2 separate regions of the Danio rerio genome follow, and region 1 is linked to region 2. The links are chromatin contacts, called in public Micro-C maps. All regions are on one chromosome and are shown on one strand. Each heading gives the region's core, a stretch centred on a gene start, on an enhancer-like site or on the middle of the called end of the contact. The rest is flanking DNA. Distances are from core to core; before and after follow the strand shown.

Region 1 (6,129 bases), core at 533-3,032, 150 kb after region 2:
TCTTTTTCTGCTGGAAATACAGTTCCACTAAAACTAAATAAAGTAGTAATATATATATATATATATATATATATATATATATATATATATATATATATATATATATATGTAAAATTAAAAAAAATGTTAAATAATGCTAAAAACTTGCATAAATTGTTGAGTTCAGAATTATTAGCCCTCCTGAATTATTAGCCCACATTTTTTCCTTAATTTCTTACGGAGAGAAAAAAAAAATCAACACATTTCTAAACACAATAATTTTAATAAGTCATTTCTAATGACTGATTTTTTTTATCTTTGACATGATGACAGTAAATAATATTTGACTAAATATTTTTCAAGACACTTCTATACAGCCTAAAGTGACATTTAAAGGTAACTAGGTTAATTATATATATATAATTATATATATATATATAATTGCTTTTATTCTAGCCGAAATAAAACAATAAGACTTTCTCCAGAAGAAAAAATATTATTATAAGACATACTGTGAAAATGTCCTTGCTCTGTTAAACATCATTTGGGAAATATTTGAAAAAGAAAAAAAAATTAAAGAAGGGGTTATTATTTCTGACTTCAACTTTACATTTTCATTATTCTTTTTCTCTGATCAGAAAACCTTTACTGCTTAGTAAGGCAGAGTGGTTTCTGCATGTACAGATCATGCTGTGCTTTCTTATACAGATATGCAGGATAGAGCTGAAAGGTCAGAGTAAAGAGAACATGAACTGAGATCACAGGCATCACAATGAGCTCAGTGTGATTGCTTTCATTTGGCAGGAGTTAAAGGCCACAAAATGAGGGTGGTCAATTAATTTGACACACTTGGTGCTCTTCAAGCCGACTGTATGCTTTTGCAGTCATTTTAAGGGATTGTGAATATGGGAAACGCAAGGCGAGATTTGCTTTCTTTAGCAGCGCCAAAGCAGGTGGAGCTGAAGTAAACAGTGACTAAAGAGCTGTGTGTGTGTGTGTGTGTGTGTGTGTGTGTGTGTGTGTGTGTGTGTGTGTGTGTGTGTGTGTGTGTGTGTGTGTGTGTGTGTGTGTGTGTGTGTGTGTGTGTGTGTGTACGCGTGCACGTGAGTAGTGGGGATGGGCTCTATATGTTGGTAATTGCGCACTGGGGGTGGGGCGAACATAATGAGTTGTGTGAATGTGACTGTTGTATTCATGTATGTGTGTGTGTGTGTATGTGTATGTGTATATATATATATATATATATATATATATATATACATATATATATATATATATATACATACATACATACATACATACATACATACATACATACATACATACATATATATATATATATATATATATATATATATATATATATATATATATATATATATATATATATATATATATGTGTGTGTGTGTGTGTGTATATATATATATATATATATATGTGTGTGTGTGTGTGTGTGTGCCCAGTCCAGAGGTACTGTCCCCAACCTCCCTGTGATATTGCATAGAGGTGTCAGCCAAGACAGCCCCACAATATCCAGAGACCTAAGTGATGCATATATACTGTATGTGTTATTTGTTATTATATGTCTCAAGATATTTTTTACAATTACCTTAGTGATCTGTTTCTTTATATTAACACATACACATTCTCACTTAGTTTATTGGTCCATTGGGTTGTCATTATCTATTTGTTTATGAATCTCTTAACTGTTCGCACTCATTCCAGGTTAAGTGTTATTACACAACCCAGTGATTTGCTGAAAGCGGCCGCAGCTTAATCAGCACTCAGTGACCTCTGCATAAAAAGAGGAGTGTCTGCGCTGCTGCAGGTTTGCAGAAAATTGAGGTTAGCAGAAAATGGGTCACTGTAAGGCTTCAGCGCCAGAAGCTGGAGGACTGGAAGCAGACGCACACTGATAATTAGCTGTTTGAGAACAGGAGACAAGCGTGTTTCGTCTGATGCATTTCGAGCTCTGACATTATTGGCGTAAGGGTTAACCTGCTTGTAAGCAATACCCATTTGCTTGAGTGCTATTTTGGTTGGAACTCTAGAGAGGATCGGAGCGCATTAAATCCTGCGGTGTTGCTGTTACCTCAGAGGTAACTGAAGTTCAGCTCACACTGTTCAGCTTAGGAGAGAGAGCCCGCCAAGATAAATTAGAGATTGTGATTATAATGCCGCTCAAAAAGCATCATAACATTGGTCTGTATCGAAACATTGCTTGCCCTAGTTATCTACACTGTAAAAAGTGATTAGTTACTTAAAGCGAGTAAACAAATTGCCTTAAAAGCAACAAGCTGACTTTACACAACAGTAAACCAAAAAAAAGTAAACCCGTCGTAACTTGGAACTGTTAAGCTGACTTAATTTTCATAATTATGCTAATTGTACTCACTTTTTAAGAGTCAACTAATCCCTTTTTACTGTGTCAGATTATTTTAACACATCTGCTTTCAAATAATTATGGTAATTATCACAATATTACATATTTGGTGCTTCTTCATTAAGTCTATAAAATCTACAAGTATAGTCTGCATGGAATTTAATAGACAAACTGGAGTCTGGAAGAGCAGATTTATTTTACTGTATGTTATTTTGCTTGATACAGAAAAGCTGAAAAATATATAATAAAGTTGTAATGAAAAAAATAAACATTTTTATTTTATTTTAAAATAAAAATGAGTACAATTAGCCTAATTATAAAAATGAAGTCAGCTTAACAGTTCCAAGTTACAATAGGTTTCAGCTTGTTCCTTTTACAACGCAATGTCATGGCAATTCGTAACTTTTTGATTCAGTGGCTAATTTGTATGAATTCGTACAATCTAATTCGTACAATTTAGTACGATTTGTTCATCACCCAATGATGCTTGGGGTTAGGGGTGGGGTTGGATGCCACGCCTCCTTTTTAAAATCATACATTTTCATATGACAGAACTCGTACGAATTAGCCAATAAACTGACAAAATGTAAAATACTTACGTTTGCTCGTGAGATCAGGCTGGCTTTTAAGGCAATTGGTTTACTCGCTTTAAGTTACTAAGCACTTTTTACAGTGTATAAATGCTGGGTTCCACACAACTCCATGTTGTCCCAACATAAATCGATTAAGTTAACTTAATTGTTTTTATGACTTTACAGGGATTAAACATAAACAAGTTGTCCCAAAAAAAAAAAAAACAAAAAAAAAAAACTCAAGATTCATGTTGATTCAGCTTATTTAAATAAATGCTGTAGATGTTTGTTTTGCGAGATTTAAGTGCATCAAAATTGTATTTAAAGTGTAATTACATTTGAATGTAACATTTCATAATTACAGTAATTACATTTGAATGTAAACACTGTAATCACAGTAAACCTCGATTATAAGGCAATTGAGGCACTTATAATTGTCATGAACTTTTTTTCTAATCATTTTTGTCATTTAAATTGAATTCAGATGCAAAAACCCCTAAGTGCTGTCCAGTGGTGGAAATAGTAGTGAAAAATCATACTTAAGTAAAAGTGCCATTACTTGCCTAAAAATGTAGTGCGGGTAGAGTAAAAGTATCTGTTGTAAATATTACTCAAAGTATGAGTAAAAAGTAGCATTTTCAAAAGTACTTGAGTAGTGAGTATTACACGGTGAAAAGCTGATGCATTTACATGTCATTTGTGAATGTGTGTAAACGTAACATTCTGTAGTGCATTTAGTTATAGCTCAGCAGGCACACAACGTCAGAAGACATTAATTTTAGGTTATGTTTGGGTTGTAATGTCAGGTGACCAAAATTCAATGTCTAGCCAATGTCTATATAATTTATAATATAATATAAATAAATACTTTGGTAACACTTTATTTTGATGGTCCACTTGGGTATTAGTAGACTGTCTGCTTGATACTGCTCCTTTTTACTGACATTTAACTGACTGTAAGAAACTTTGTAGGTACATGTCAACTTACACTAACCCCAACCTAACAGTCTGTTTATGATTTAATTAGAATTAATTGGCATGTTGATGCAATGTAACTTAAATTCAACAAACGGACCATCAAAATAAAGTGTGACCAATACTTTATTTATAAAGTAAAAGTATCTATACGGCACATTTAAAAACAGACACAAGACTGACCAAAGTGCTGTGCATAAAGTAGATTGAACATAAAATTAAGTTGTCTCCAAAAAAAGTCAAAATTTGTGTTGTTTGGGCTCATTTTTGGACCAAAAAAATTCTTGAAATGCTTTAAAATGTAAAAAAAAAAAAAAAAAACTTTAGAAAGCAAATGTGAGCTGTGGAAAATGCCAATTGATTGCAATAAAAGGCAATGTTAAGATAAAATGTTGCTTAATATTCCATAAATATATCAAGCTTTCCTGAATCTACTCTAAAACACCTTTGCAAAACCTTGACGGTATGCTTAGTTCCTGCTTGCATATCCTACATAATGATTATATAACAAAGCAGACTTGTAACTGCCATCCAGAGTGGCAAGAGTTTTACTTTTATTTTTATCCCATAGCAGAAGCTCACAATTGCATCAGTTACATCAAACTTCACAGAGAACTGAATTAATATTGTGTCAAACTTTGACCACTGCATAAATATACACCAGGATATCTTCTGAATAATGCTATATCACTTTCATTATATTGTCAAGAAAGTTATGTAATAAAGTTAACATAAGCATAACAGACATGACAAAGCCTTTGTGTTCATGTCAAGCACTGTCGGTTTCACTTTTAATAATTTATGCTTGGTGTTTGTAGTAAATGAATGGCATTAGTGTATTTACTTTTTGCATTCATGGTCTATTCTGAATACAAATGTGGTGAATTAAAATACATATTTACTATGTTTGTAATGTGTGCAGGTCAAAGACAAGAAGTGTAATGCATCAAAATTGTAAAAGTGTAATGTAGTTAATTTTTTTCACTTCATTAGAAGCTTTATTTTGTTTTTATTTATTTATTTATTTATTTATTTATTTATTTATTTATTTATTTATTTATTTATTTATTTATTTATTTATTTATTTATTTATTTATTTATTTATTTATGAAACAATGACTGCCATACTTTTTTTTAACAATGACTTACAGAAGACAAATTTAACAATACTTTATATACAAATTAATTTCTTGGCATTAAAAGACTCTCAGTGCAGGCCCAAATCATTTATTAACTCCCATTTGAAATCCTTATACTTTGTCGCCATTACTCAAACCAAAAGGTTTTACCCATCTGAAAGTGTCATTCATTTAAAATAGAATCCAAAGTACAGTTTAATACAAGTACGCTGTAGCAATTTTAATTTCACATATATTATTTTGAAACATTAAAGAGCTCACTTTGCTTGCATTTCATGTACACTACCTGACAAAACTAGTTGTAAGAGCAACAAATAATAACTTGAATTCTAGTTTGGAAAAGTGGCAGAAGGTGGATTTTTTTTCTGGTAAATCATCTGTTGAACTGCATTATTTGAGTCATTGCAGGGATGTTTGGATGCAGTCCTCCAAGCTCATGGCAAGGCAAGTTTATTTATATAGCACATTTCATACACAGTGGCAATTCAAAGTGCTTTATATAAACATGAATAAAAGAGACAAGTATAAGAAAAATAAAAACAAATAATAACAATTATTAAAAGCAGATAAAATTTCTTAAAACAGGTTATAAAACAATGAAAAAGAAGAGAAAAACATAATAGTACAATTTGTGGGTCGTAGCACAGTGCTCATTCAGTAAAGGCACAGCTAAACAGATGTGTTTTCAGTCTTGATTTGAATGTGCTAATGTTAGAGCACATCTGATCATTTCTGGAAGCTGATTCCAGCAGTGAGGGGTGTAGTAGCTGAAGGCGGATTCACCCTGCTTTGACTGAACTCTAGGAATTTTTAGTTTATATGATCATAATGATCTGAGTGATTCAGTGAGCATATCTGTAATGTATTAAGGGCCTAGTGGGAGCCAGTGTAAAGACAGGTATAATGTGCTCTGATTTCCTGGTTCTGGTCAGAATCTGTCTGACTGTCTTTTTGGGAAGGCTGATAAGGAGGCCATTACAGTAATCCATCCTGCTGCTGATAAAAGCATGAACAAGTTTCTCTAAGTCTTCACTGGAAACAAAGCATCTAATTCTTGCAATGTTTTTGAGGTGATAGTAT
Region 2 (5,575 bases), core at 1,894-4,393:
TCAAATAAAATAAAAGTTATGTGACTTTATATGTGCCGAATATATTTTTAGATTTGTTTCCAACTTCAAACATTTTGTATTTCAGAGCTTTTTTTAATATATATTTTCTTGTTGTTGGATTAGATTTTGGATGGATTGTGATGCTTTTTATATAATGTGAATATAAAGATATTTTTTTGATTGTTGTTGCAGAAATGTGGATTTTCCCCTCAAATACTGCTTTCTCAACTCTTTAAAAGTTAAGTTAAATTTATCTAAAAAATTATAAACATACCTGAAAATGTTTATTTTTGTTAATGTTATCTAGACCATGTGATATTTTATGCTCCAAATGAATACATTTTGTTTCAAACGAATAGACATCTGTAGTTTGCGAAATAAATCTATATTACATCTATTAGCAGTCTACTGCAGTTATCAATGTATCTTTTTGTCGAAAGAATCATCAAATCTGCAATATTTTCAATAAGGATTATTATACAGATTCTCGGAGCTGTTTTCCATCACCTTTGAAGGCTATAATGTTTATCGTTAGTCTTGGAGTTATTGATGATCTTTTTTATATTTAGTTGTAAAATGTACTGGCAGATACTGTACAGGTCAGTATCTCAGTAAAAGTGTCTAGTGACTGGACTCTAGAGACCCGGGAGTCGCTGGAAGATAGATTGAAGTTTGTATCAGCTTTCACTATATCATATAAAAAGTGTTAACGATCTGTGGAAATGATCATTAAAAGTGAATCCCATTACGTCTTCAAATTATATTTCTGTATAGAGAATAAATAATGTACATGCCATGACAAACATTTTCACAACTTTATAAGCACGTTTTATAGACTGCGATTGGGAAAAAATACAATAATGGTAAAAATAAACATCCGTCATTTCTAGTTGCCTGGGGTCCGTTCTTCGTATGTGGATTACTCAGTTAGCTGGATTTGGATATTGACGATTTGACACGATCCAGGATCGTTTCGTTCTTCAAAGCTGATCCGAGAGTTGTTGTCATGGCAACAGATCTGCTAGGTCAAACCTGATCGGGAGCAGGTTCAAATCATATAAACAGGATTAGATCGGGGGTCTGTTCTTCGTACCTCGCTTAAATGATCTAAGATGATTTGGCAGATCCTGGATCTTTTAATCTTGATAACTGATCTCTCGCTAATTTGGTTCTCCAAATAAGTTCGCGAATCAGATTAGAATATCTGGATGAACTGATCTGAGATCGCTGCGTTTGTTGTTAAGGACAGATCTATCGATCCTCGAAATCATGATCAGCAATGCAACGATTGGCTGACGGCACAGCAGCGTAATGACATCATCTGATAAATATTCAATTATCCATGAGAGCAAAATTACATCAAATTAGCAGTAAACGGCTTGTTAAATATGACACGCAGTAACTTCACATTTGTTGTGAGCTGCAGGCTTTACACTTTCATTTGTCAAGACAAGAGTATTCATCATGTATTTCAATGCAAATCAATGTATTTAGTTCTTCATTTAGAAAAGATTTTCTTTATTATAGTAACCGTTTTTTAATCGGTGTAAAGAATAACTGGTTGTTTCCAAAAGCATTTTGATATTGGTAAAGGCGTCTGCAACTTTTGTGAAGCATCACTGGCATATTAACTGTCAAAACATGTTTATGACTGCATATATGTATTATTGCTTTTAAAAAAAGTCACACATTGTGCATTTCTATTATACACAATTTGTACTAAAGCGATCTAAAAAGTTCATATCAATAAGTTTTCTCTTTGCACCACCAGGTGGCAGTCTTTGTATTTTCATTTCGAGGGTGCAGATTGCATACGTTTTATTAATATGTATAACTTTATTTATTTTATTAATGACTATAACTTTTATATATATAGTTAAAAAATATTTACTATTTTCCCAAGTGTATATAACTTTTACTGTAAGAAAATATCAGAACTCGGTACATACTTTCTGTATTATCTTTGCTTGAACTGAGCCGATCTAATCCTGTTTATATGATTTGAACCTGCTCCCGATCAGGTTTGACCTAGCAGATCTGTTGCCATGACAACAACTCTCGGATCAGCTTTGAAGAACGAAACGATCCTGGATCGTGTCAAATCGTCAATATCCAAATCCAGCTAACTGAGTAATCCACATACGAAGAACGGACCCCGGCTCAGTTCAAGCAAAGATAATACAGAAAGTATGTACCGAGTTCTGATATTTTCTTACAGTAAAAGTTATATACACTTGGGAAAATAGTAAATATTTTTTAACTATATATATAAAAGTTATAGTCATTAATAAAATAAATAAAGTTATACATATTAATAAAACGTATGCAATCTGCACCCTCGAAATGAAAATACAAAGACTGCCACCTGGTGGTGCAAAGAGAAAACTTATTGATATGAACTTTTTAGATCGCTTTAGTACAAATTGTGTATAATAGAAATGCACAATGTGTGACTTTTTTTAAAAGCAATAATACATATATGCAGTCATAAACATGTTTTGACAGTTAATATGCCAGTGATGCTTCACAAAAGTTGCAGACGCCTTTACCAATATCAAAATGCTTTTGGAAACAACCAGTTATTCTTTACACCGATTAAAAAACGGTTACTATAATAAAGAAAATCTTTTCTAAATGAAGAACTAAATACATTGATTTGCATTGAAATACATGATGAATACTCTTGTCTTGACAAATGAAAGTGTAAAGCCTGCAGCTCACAACAAATGTGAAGTTACTGCGTGTCATATTTAACAAGCCGTTTACTGCTAATTTGATGTAATTTTGCTCTCATGGATAATTGAATATTTATCAGATGATGTCATTACGCTGCTGTGCCGTCAGCCAATCGTTGCATTGCTGATCATGATTTCGAGGATCGATAGATCTGTCCTTAACAACAAACGCAGCGATCTCAGATCAGTTCATCCAGATATTCTAATCTGATTCGCGAACTTATTTGGAGAACCAAATTAGCGAGAGATCAGTTATCAAGATTAAAAGATCCAGGATCTGCCAAATCATCTTAGATCATTTAAGCGAGGTACGAAGAACAGACCCCTGATAACAACAACAGACCACATTTAGTTTTTAAATGCAGTACAAATAACAACAGCGGCATCTAGTGGTTGAAGATAAGTTTCACACATGTTCCAGTTCGGTGGTATCGAGAAGGGTATAAACGGAGGTCGGAGTCAGCTCCAAGTGGGTGGGCCATGGAGCTCCAAGTGGGCTGTGCAAACCTTATTTAGTCGTACTTAGAGTTCAATATTGAGCTTTATGAATGTGTACACCTAACCCTAACACTAAACCCAACCTCACAGAAACCTGTTGTGTTTTATGAACGTCTACACCTAAACCAAACCCTAAACCCAACCTACTTGTGGTTTAAGTGATACCTACTTGTATAAGCGATACCTACTTGTACTTTCAATGTATTGAATATTTTAATTGATGGCTTATCCTGTGTTACATTCAAAACACCATGGAACGTATTGTGTTTGGTTTATTTTCTCCCTCTCTTTCTTTCTGTTACCTGTTTCTCAGCTATACAATTTTTAACCTCTGAACTTTTTGAACAAAACCTTGAAAACAACATGTTCAACTTAAATTAAATGACAATCTTCACTGTTTTGGTGCATAGATTTAAGCTTAGACTCATTTTAAAGAAGAAACTTGTTAGTTTATTGCTAAAGTGAAAAACGTTCAAATAAATTCAAATAAAATACAAGTATTATGTCTTTAATTTTATGAAATTTATATGTATATGTATATGAAAGTTGATTTCTCAAAGCATTAGCTTTCAGTAAGATTTTGAATGGCAGCAGTACCAAACATGACCACCAGATGACATACAGTTTTCATTGGTGACCATTTAAGAGTGCCCCTGTTTTGTTGTTTGTTTTGAGGAATATCAACCATACTTTTGACAATATAAATATAATAAAGTGGACATGAAATTCTAAGGTAATATGACAATATTGGATGCGTTTGATTTGAATTCAGTCTCTCTCTAATAACATTTTCAAAAATGTTTACATGTGGATTGCTGTAGCAAAGTAATGCTCTTTAAATCTTTGTTGCAAGTTAATACATAACTGTTGCTCAGGAATATCTATTAACATTCAGCCACCAAACATAGAAACTTGAAATGTTATACATTCAAATGATATATAGTTTTCATGATTACTCATGACTACATATGACCAAAATTCAAAGTTGAATATATAGCATACCTCCAGTGTTAAGTGATCCATCAAAAATCATTCTAATATGCATCTTGCAGCTCTAATCATTTCCGATGCTCAATCATGGTCATTATTATGGTAGTCAAAACCATTTCTTTCTGCATCAAATTTTTGCATTTTACTTTTCAGGATTTTTTGAGGGGTAGAACACTCAAATATTTGATTTAAATATTTCTTTAAACAATTGTTCTGTAATATAAATGTAATTTTGAAAGAAAAACAAAATTCTCTTGATAAGATGATGAGATGTTTTTGATCAGGAAATCAGCATATTAGAAGGACTGCATAGTAACAAATAACACTGTATGCTGTAATATTTATTAATAATTGTACAATAAAAGAACAATAATATCTGAAGTACAATAAAAACAGCATAAAGAGCTTTAAAAAACAACAAAAACTAAATAAAATGTCAAGCATGAATTATAATAAAATGCTTACCTATAATAAACTTTTTTTATTATTTTTTTAATGCAATATAATTGATAGTTTTGTATATTTAATGCTTATTTTATGTAATTTGGAGAACTTTACAATTTAATGTTTAAATTATTCTTTCTAATTAAAATTAATTTAATGGTTAAATTTCAATAATGAAATTGTAAAAATATTTAAAATCATTAAATCTGTATAGTAAGTTTTATTTTAATTTAAAATGTACTTTTTAGATTTTATTTTCTCTTCTACCCAAACACAGGGTTTGTATGGTCCTGGAAAAGTCATGGACTTGTCAAGTAATTTTCAAGACCTGGAAAAGTTTAAAAAAAAAATAATAATAAAATAAAGAACAAACCCAAAATGTTCTAAAAAAAGTCATGGAAAGTAAATCCTATGAAAACAAAAGCCAACCTTTCTAAAAGAATTTTATAAAGACAGCAATATATTTTCCGAAAACTATTTTACACATAAAAATAAACAAAATACACATAGATTGTCTTTTTTATATGTTGTTATAAGATTAAATTATTTTTTTCACACTTTATTTAACATACATGAAACATTAAGTCATAAATATTTGCCTGAAAGTTTTGGAAAAGTCCGGGAATTTTTGTAGTATGATGTAAAATGTGTATATGAACCTATGGTATGAACCCTGTAAACAGCAGCGCTGCACTCTCCGCTCCAGCAGGTGGCAGAAATCCTCCATGTGACTGTTTACCAAATACCATGAAATGGAAAAGCAGGTGCACTTCACACAACTAAGCATCTCTGCAGCTTTCTTAGGAGTTGATGCCACAACCTAAAGGTAAGAATAATGATCAAAGTATAATCAATCCACAAACTCAAAGATTGTTCATAGATGACACTGAGATTTTTCAATCAGCATC

What was found. Hi-C and Micro-C count contacts between places; a contact is called where the count stands out from the background.
Region 1: a contact with region 2 is called in a Micro-C map of caudal fin, with 5 times the contacts expected there. The contact joins two enhancer-like sites. A contact is called at or near these places in 1 of 18 Hi-C or Micro-C datasets (caudal fin) and 1 of 4 datasets of contacts at active chromatin or transcription factors (caudal fin).

Annotation. Positions count from the first base shown.
Region 1 is chr8:11,781,164-11,787,292 of GRCz12tu, forward strand. No RefSeq gene overlaps it. Among named protein-coding and RNA genes, the nearest start is that of pim1, 88 kb to the right of the region's middle. Within about 2 kb of position 1,783, at least 14 of the 62 cell types and tissues checked have an H3K27ac peak or open chromatin away from gene starts, as enhancers often do. A contact at or near this core is called in caudal fin, where this site is marked.
Region 2 is chr8:11,627,763-11,633,337 of GRCz12tu, forward strand. No RefSeq gene overlaps it. Among named protein-coding and RNA genes, the nearest start is that of si:dkey-8e10.3, 18 kb to the left of the region's middle. Within about 2 kb of position 3,144, at least 7 of the 62 cell types and tissues checked have an H3K27ac peak or open chromatin away from gene starts, as enhancers often do. A contact at or near this core is called in caudal fin, where this site is marked.